3 separate regions of the Mus musculus genome follow, and all the other regions are linked to region 1. A link is a contact called in public HiChIP or PLAC-seq data. All regions are on one chromosome and are shown on one strand. Each heading gives the region's core, a stretch centred on a gene start, on an enhancer-like site or on the middle of the called end of the contact. The rest is flanking DNA. Distances are from core to core; before and after follow the strand shown.

Region 1 (2,700 bases), core at 149-2,648:
CTCTGTGGTCCACTGTAGCCCTCCCCTAGTGGTTCACTTTTCTGATCTTGGCTCCTGATTCTGAAGACCCAGGGTCACTTGGGAGGGCTTCTGAGATGGGTGGCCCGTTGGCTTCCTGGGCTTGGAGCAGCAGAAGTGTTTTGTGACCCTATTGCTGGAGAGATGTGAATAAATTTATATACCAGAGGAGAAGCTGACTGCAGACCATTGTAAGGATACTACTTGTTTCTTCTACTGCTATGATAAACACCATGACCAAAAAGCAAGTTGGAGAGGGAAGGGTTTATTCAGCTTACACTTCCACATCACTGTTCATCACCAAAGGAAGTCAGGACAGGAACTCAAGCAGGGCAGGAACCTGGAGCCAGGAGCTGGAGGTCATGGAGGGAGCTGCTTACTGGCTTGCTCAGCCTGGACCATCAGTCCAAGGATGGCACCATCCACAATGGGCTGGGCCCTTCCCCATCAATGACTAATTACAAAAGTGCTCCACAGGCAGTAGGAGTTTATGGAGGCATTTTCTTAGTTGAGGCTCCCTCCTTTCAAATGACTTTAGTTTGTGTCAACTTGACATAAAACTATCCAGCACATTACCAAAGTCCAATTGGGAGTTACAGGAGCAGAAATGACTCAAAGACAGGGACATTACCCAAAGCTCAGCCTAGCATTGCTGAACTCATGAAAGCTGGGATCATGGAGCACAGTGCAGTCTGCAGGCAGCCCAACAGATTGGAGAGACCTCCAGGCAGCTCAGTTGGTCCCAGCCTATCTTCAGGTCAACTGGAGCAGTCTCAAGAGTACACTGGGCAGCCCAGCTCAAGCTGCTGTTTCCACAGGGTGTGCTAGCTCGAGCCTTTTTAGGCCACTTAGCTCGTCTGAGTGCAATTCGGCAATCCTCGCTGCTTTTACATTCTTAGTAGGGAGGGGCTTCCAGGAGCCTGTGAGTTGTTCACTTCCCCTACTTAAAACATCCTGTGTCTTAATGCGCCTCCCTGCGTGGTGGGATGTTGTTTCTCCTTTATCTTAACCTGGAAGATTCAGGGTCGGCTGTCTGATTTTTTTTTTTTTTAAGAAGTCTTATCGACGTAAATTCCGTGCTCCTCATTTCCCCGCCCTCAGGAGCTTCTCGAGCTTTTTGGTACTATCACCCTGAGCGCTGTGGCAAACTCTTAAAGCAGCTGAGAGCTTTGGCTCCTGGTCCCTCGTGCGCAGCAGTGTTGCTCCCGATTCCCCCTAGGAAAGACCCAGGGCCCTTTATCTTGGCTGCTCCTTTGGTTTAAAACTTATTTTACAGTGAGTGGCAGGAGAGGGAGTTGCCAGAGTGTGCCCCAGCCCTTGCACTCCGCTTTAACCGGCCAAACCCCAGAAGACTACGCCCCTCCCCCCGAATAGGCCACGCCTTCCCGAAGCTCCTCCCACGCTGCCCGGCCGGGGAGAGTCTGACCTAGTTCACCTGAGCGGGGCAAGGGATATGGTGACCCCGGCGCGGGGTGCGACCTGGCAAGACCAACAACTTCACGCAAAACGCAGGGAGGGTCCGGCCCAGCGCTCGGAGGCTTTCGTGGTCAGAAACAAGGCGGAGGTGCGCCGGGTGGGAAGGGGACAGGGGCCGGTGAGCTTTCAGCGCGCGACGGTGGCGGTGTCGCAGTTGTCGGGTGCCGATCCGTCTCCGCGCCAAGCGAGGGAGCGGCCCGGGGCGGCGGCGGGGTGCGGAGGCGAGGGCGAGTCGTGGCCGGTAGGCGGCGCTAGCGAGTCGCCCTGGCGCCGCCGCCGCCGCCGCCGCCGCCGCGCGGTACCACGCCGGGCGCGCGCCGCGCGGCGCCCCAGACGCAGGCGCGGGCCAGCCCTGGCCCAACGGCTGCAGGGGTGGACGGACTGGAAACGCTGGGAGAGAGGGGCTCGGAGCCCTGCTGGTATCAGGATCTGCGGCTTGGACTGAGCCAGCGTCCTCCGTGCTAGACGATAAAGGCGAGCCTGACGTTTACACCCAGTTCAGTATTTGCACCCCGAAATTTACCCTGATACTGACTGTATCAGATCCCAGATCTGGGATAACTCAGATCCCGCTGGGACCGTAGGTGAATTCCCGCTTCACTTCTCAGATGTAACCCCAGAAGCCTGGGTTTCCTTCAGCTGAGCAGCAGGTGGCCACTTGGTGCTCAACTACTCCACCCGAAGCCAAGTTTGGTGGGCACTCAGCCAAGCACTGAACGCGACAGAAAGTCCAGTTCCACCCGTCCCAAGGCCTGGTCTGCCCGGCCCAGTGCCTACAGGGCTAGAATCGGGAGCTTTGTGATTCACCCTTGAAGCCTCAACCGTCTTTGCTTCTCAGGTGCTGTCCTTAGTTTCAGGCCAGTGAAAACCTGCCGGGCTTAGACCGTCATGAGCGAGGCCAGTAGAGATGATTATAAAATCCAGTCTTTTGATGCAGAGACGCAGCAGCTGCTGAAGACCGCGCTCAAAGGTGAGCCTCCCACCCACCACTTATTTTGTGTCAAGTTGACATAAAACTATCCAGCACGCTACCAGAGTCCGACTTGAGGTTCCCATGCATATTCCATTTGGGTAAGAGCCGCACTGGGGGCTGAAGCCCAGAGCCAGGCAGTGCCCAAGCCCTTCTTGGCTCTCAGAAAGTAAGTCACAACCTAATTCTCACCACATTTAAGCCAGTAGATTGGAGAATGAATCACAGAGTTAGAT
Region 2 (2,700 bases), core at 66-2,565, 280 kb after region 1:
TCTGGATCCTTTGTAGTCCTTTCAGTGAAGTGGATGAGCAACTATGGAACACTAATGCCTGGTTCTCTCTGTTTCACCCCCTCACACTCCATCTAGTTCCCATCCCGACATCCCCTCCCCCGACCTCCCCCTTCACCCCAACTCTGTGAATGTTAGACCAGTGCAGTACCGCTGAGCTGTATCTCCAGCCCGACAAGTTATTGAATGAATAAATAAAAGAATGGATACATGATACCTACCCTCAAGAGTTTTGTCAGACTTTAGCGATTTGATGCATGAACATACACGAAGAGCCATGCCCGATAGAAGTGCATGAACCTTCCTATAGATCAAGATCCTAGAGGGACTAAAGGGTTGGAGTTTTCGCTCAGACTGCAGGCCTTGGGAACTGGAAGTGTGGAGACAGTGGAGAACCGAGTTCCAGGTCCTCTCCCTTCAAAGGGCACTCTGGTGGTTTCCCCTGTTCCTTGGTTCAGTGCTCTACCAGCGGTTATCAAGGGGGCCAATGCTAGGTGTTAGGGTGAGCATCAAGGGGTCCAGAAAAAAAGAGCTAGAACGAACGCACTTGGAACCAACTAGAACTCTGCCACCCTTGGCACGCCTCTTGGCACGATGCCAGTTCAAGAGAAGTCCTAGACACCAAACTGGTTTATGGGCTGCGTTCAGAGGCAGCCAACGAAAGGAGATGAGAAAGGAGATGAACCGTCGGGGCCATGGGACCGGTGCTCCGAGGGAGGCTGCAAAGCACTGGCAGGGAAACTTCGGGATTTTGTTCAGAGCAACAGGTTGGGGGAGGCCTAGGCAGCTTGAGTATTCTTTTAGCCAACTATATATCCAGGTTTCTGACTTCGTTCAGGCCTGGGCACCCTCTTTGAGCTGTGAGGACCCTTGAACCCAGGGGTGAGGTAGGGAGAAGGATGTAGGCGCAGAGCCAGAGTTGGGGTGACACAGAGGGAAGAGCTTAGGGTCGTCCCACTCACTCTGCCCTGTCCAATCCTTGGAGCGCCTGACTCATGAACCCCCACTTTGGAGCAGTGAGTGTGAGGATGGGCTTCCAGGAAAGGTTCAGTCAGCTGTCCTCGGGCGCTCGGGGTGGGGGGGGAGGGGGTGGTGGAGATCCCAGCTCAAGCTAAGGAATCCTACCTGAAGTCTGCGAAGCCATGGTCGCGGGCTCCCCACCTCTTGGGTTGCAGCGCGGATCCTCCGTCTTGGTAAGGTCCCAGGTGCCTTGAGACAGATGCCTCGACGCCCTTTCCTCCCTCCGACCCCCCCGCGAGACTGCGCAGTCGCCGCTCGGGCTCCAAGGCCCATCGATTTTTCTGTTGACATTGGGAATCTCATTAATCCCTCGTTAATTACTCCGTGGGGGCTCGGGCACAAGTCGTGAAGCCAATGACGAGGCAGAGAGGCGGGAGGGCGTGGCAGGAGGCGTGGCGGACGCCGGCTGCAGGGTCTGGGTGGGGGCAGCCCCCCAAGTGGAATGGGGTGCCTAGTCGTCAGGTCCGAACAGAGAGCGAGCTGGCTTCAGTCCATACTTGCCTGTGGCGGCTGAGCTGTGAATGGGAACCTCTCTTCTCCGGGTCCAGGTCACATATTTTCTACACCCTGTCTAGCTGATTGAGCACCAAAGCGGCTTCTCAGAATCATCTCCTGGTCTTACATTGAAACTGAAGTTGGAGTGGGAGACACCCAAGGTGGGAGATGGTGTTTAAGGATTTGGGGGGCAGGGGCAGAACGGGAGGAGGTAGTCCTCAGGACCTTCTCTGGTCGTCTGCTTCTTGGCTCCCCTTTTTCTCTCCCTTATATCCCCATCAGTCTTTACAGCCTTAAAGATCATGGACTTCTTGCCGATGTCTCCTGTTCTCACCCCCAAATGTCATCACTCCCACCTGGCTCTCCCTCCCTTCTGGTTCCGTCCAATCTCCCGGGCCTGTGAGATGTGTAAAGGCACCCAACAAGCCTGATGACCTGGGTTCCATCCCTGGGACCCATAAGGTGAAGGGAGAGAATTGATGCTGCAGGTTGTCCTTTGACTTCCACTGATACACTACGCACACGCACGCACCACATTAAAATATAATTTAAAAATTTTAAATAAACAAAACAAGCTTAGCAATGCACCCTAGCAATCCCGGTACTTGGGTGGGGCATGGCCATCTGGAGTTAAAGGTCATCCTTGGCTACACAGGGAGTCAGAAGCCAGCTGCCCTCCATGAGACCCTGTCTCAAAAACAAAAAAACAAAAAACCACCTCGATGTAACACAAAACCAACTCTGACCCCTCTAGCTTTTGGTGTTACTCCCACCTCCCTCCGTCTCAGTACACAGCTGTGGCCGTGCAGAAGTCTTGTGGCTTTGGAGAGCATCCTCTAGGACCCCAAGCTGAGCCCAGGGAGGTAAGGACTCTCCCAGCTCCTGTTAAGCTGGGGGCACCTGCTTATTCCTACAGTATGTTCCTGTGATACTCATGACCCTCACATTCCTGAGAAGGAAAACTGCTGCTTAGGGTTAATGGGGTTAGGCTCAGTCGGGCAGGAGGATTACCTCCTGTGATTCTATAGCACAGGAGGGTAATAATGGCTGGCAACAATCCATTGTGTATTTCTCAATGGCAAGGAGAGGAGACCTTGAATGTTCCCAACACACAAACACCACAGTCTCTGTCTGAGGTGACCAATATGCCAGTACCCAGATCTAAAA
Region 3 (2,700 bases), core at 52-2,551, 500 kb before region 1:
CACATGGATGCTTATTTTTTTATCGAGGGTTGTAACAACACTATTCCACCCACTTTGTTTATTCGTTTGGTTTTGGACACCATGCTCAGCCTTTAACCAGGGGCTAGAATCTAACTCAGGCCCTTACACTTTACCAACTGTGGGCTCCACTCTATAATAATAATAATAATAACAATAATAAGGGCCTGGAGAGATGGCTCAACGGTTAGGAGCACTGACCACATGGTAGCTCACAACCATCTGTAATGGGATCCAGCGCCCTCTTCTGGTGTGTCTGAAGACAGCAACAGTGTGCGCATATAAAATAACTACTAAAATAATTTTGACAATTTGATTCTACATAGTTTAAAGCTTAACATTATTGCATTATTACAATGTCAGTTTACCCGACATGGTGGCCTGCACCTGGAATCTCAATACTGGAGAAGTGGAGGCATGGGAATCAAGGCCAACATAAGCTCTGGGCTAACCAAGGCTATGTAAGAAAGACCTATCCCAGAAACAACACGAAGAAGCCATAAGCCTGTGATCCCAGCACTCAGGAGGCTGAGGCAGGAGGATGAAGAGTTCTAGGTCACTCTGGGCTACATACAGAGACTAAATCTCAAGCACAAGTCCTTGCAACTAGACGCACTGTTCTAAATGCATAGTTGGGCAGGCCTTAACCAGTGTCTCCTTTTGGGGAACTACAGGCACCCGCGAGTATCCATGAACGGAAGTAAATTCCTCAGACAAGGGATTTGTCAAGTGATGTCAGCTTCCCATTTCAGATCTAGACAAGGCTAAGTTCCCCAGCGCGGGTAAACACAGTCGCTAAGAGGTCAAAACAGACACATACCAGCAGTAAGTTTTTCTGTATGTCAGCAACTCAGGGAACTTGGCTAACTGTACCTGGGAGGGGTCTGGAGGGAAAGGCGCTGGCTACATGGCTGTGCACGCCCACCATGGCACCTGGCTGACCAGGATAGAGGATGGAGGATCGAATGTCCTCTCAGCCTCCTCCCCATGAATCCCCTCACATTCTCGCTCCGGGTCCTCTCCTTTTCACAATCCTCTGGCAGTCCCACCGCCTCCGCCCACGCTGGGTAGAAGTCTCAAGAGGGTCGTGCTCCCCTGGAGGGCTGGCCGGCCTCGCGGCGTCTGCTGACCGGTGGGTGCGGCGGTGGCGAGCCGCGCTGGGGCGAGCAGAGCTGCGGAGGGGTAGGAGGGGGCCGGACCCTTGGCCAGGGTCCCAAGGGGCGGTGCCGGGCGCGAACCGTCCCAGGTCCCTCCCAGGCGGGAGCAGCACAGGCGGTGCCCGGGTAGCGGCGGAGCCATGGACGGCAGCGGGCCTTTCAGCTGCCCCATCTGCCTGGAACCGCTCCGGGAGCCGGTGACACTACCCTGCGGCCACAACTTCTGCCTCGCTTGCCTGGGCGCTCTCTGGCCGCACCGGAGCGCGGGCGGCACCGGTGGTTCCGGAGGTCCAGCTCGCTGTCCACTTTGTCAGGAGCCTTTCCCCGACGGCCTGCAGCTCCGCAAGAACCACACGCTGTCCGAGTTGCTGCAGCTCCGCCAGGGCTCGGTCCCGGGACCCATGTCCGCCCCGGCTTCAGGATCGACCCGGGGCGCCACGCCCGAGCCCTCCGCGCCCAGCGCACCACCTCCGGCTCCGGAACCATCGGCTCCCTGCGCGCCGGAGCAGTGGCCCGCGGGTGAGGAGCCGGTGCGCTGCGACGCGTGCCCCGAGGGCGCCGCCCTGCCCGCCGCGCTCTCTTGCCTCTCCTGCCTCGCCTCCTTCTGCTCCGCGCATCTGGCCCCCCACGAACGCAGCCCCGCCCTGCGCGGCCACCGCCTGGTGCCCCCGCTGCGCCGACTTGAGGAGAGCCTGTGTCCGCGCCACCTGCGGCCTCTGGAGCGCTACTGTCGCGTGGAGCGTGTGTGCCTTTGCGAGGCCTGTGCCACTCAGGACCATCGCGGCCACGAGCTCGTGCCGCTGGAGCAGGAGCGCGCGCTTCAGGAGGTGGGGCACCTTGAGTCGACACGTGGAGATGGGTGACAGGAGGGACACTAGAGCTATTTAGTCCCTCACTCTTATCCGGGTGTGTCTGTTATATATTTGTTTTATCATTATGGCTGTGCACATGGAGATGAAGGAAGCAACTTTGTGGGGTTGGTTCTCTCCTCCTGCCTTTACATGGGCTTCATCTCTCTGACTCAATAGGCTCTGCCTTAGTTTCCTCCTCTAGCCTGAGAATCTTTGCAACCTCTTCCGGTCTACACTGTCATTTGCTGGGGCTGGTGTGGATGGAAAGAGAGTCGGGAGGGACTAGTAAGATGAAAGAGTGGCAAAAAGCCGAGAGAGAGAGAGAGAGAGAGAGAGAGAGAGAGAGAGAGAGAGAGAGAGAGCGCTTTAGCTAGATTAGTGTAAGTGTAAAGCGAGAGAGGGATCCGCATTAGGCCCTCAGAAGCCGTGGGGGTCAGGAGTCGCTGGGTGCGGGCGGGGCCCCGTAGCTGATGCCCTCTTCAATTCAGATTCGTCCTGAATTGAGTCAGCCACTTTGTATGGGTGTGGCGGGCACCAGGAGAGCGACGGAGTTTGGGCTGGTCACACAGATCTCCTCTGTCCGAATGCTCTGGGGCCGTGGGGAGCATGTGCCCAGTGTCCCGCTACCTCCCACCCCCAGTTTCCTTTGGCCTCCATCCCGGTCTTGGCGCCTC

Evidence for each region. HiChIP or PLAC-seq counts read pairs in DNA pulled down with a chosen protein or histone mark.
Region 2: a FOXA1 HiChIP or PLAC-seq map of pancreatic cancer cells shows a contact between it and region 1. The contact joins the promoter of Otop3 here to the promoter of Mif4gd in region 1. A contact is called at or near these places in 1 of 484 Hi-C or Micro-C datasets (embryonic stem cells), 2 of 115 datasets of contacts at active chromatin or transcription factors (large pre-B cells and pancreatic cancer cells) and 1 of 9 other capture datasets (adipose tissue).
Region 3: a contact with region 1 is called in an HNF4G HiChIP or PLAC-seq map of pancreatic cancer cells. The contact joins the promoter of Trim47 here to the promoter of Mif4gd in region 1. A contact is called at or near these places in 1 of 115 datasets of contacts at active chromatin or transcription factors (pancreatic cancer cells) and 3 of 9 other capture datasets (adipose tissue, liver and pancreatic islet).

The regions. Positions count from the first base shown.
Region 1 is chr11:115,611,667-115,614,366 of GRCm38.p6, reverse strand. It overlaps Mif4gd (MIF4G domain containing), which reads left to right and starts at 1,398. Exons shown (of 6, transcript NM_001243584.1): 1 at 1,398-1,582; 2 at 2,333-2,464. The coding sequence starts at 2,383. It overlaps Slc25a19 (solute carrier family 25 (mitochondrial thiamine pyrophosphate carrier), member 19), which reads left to right. Exons shown (of 7, transcript NM_026071.3): 7 at 1-186.
Region 2 is chr11:115,333,346-115,336,045 of GRCm38.p6, reverse strand. Otop3 (otopetrin 3) reads right to left here and starts at 1,315. Exons shown (of 7, transcript NM_001347647.1): 1 at 1,144-1,315. The coding sequence starts at 1,162. It also overlaps a transcript of Ush1g not described here.
Region 3 is chr11:116,108,836-116,111,535 of GRCm38.p6, reverse strand. It overlaps Trim47 (tripartite motif-containing 47), which reads left to right and starts at 1,301. Exons shown (of 6, transcript NM_172570.5): 1 at 1,301-2,002. The coding sequence starts at 1,316.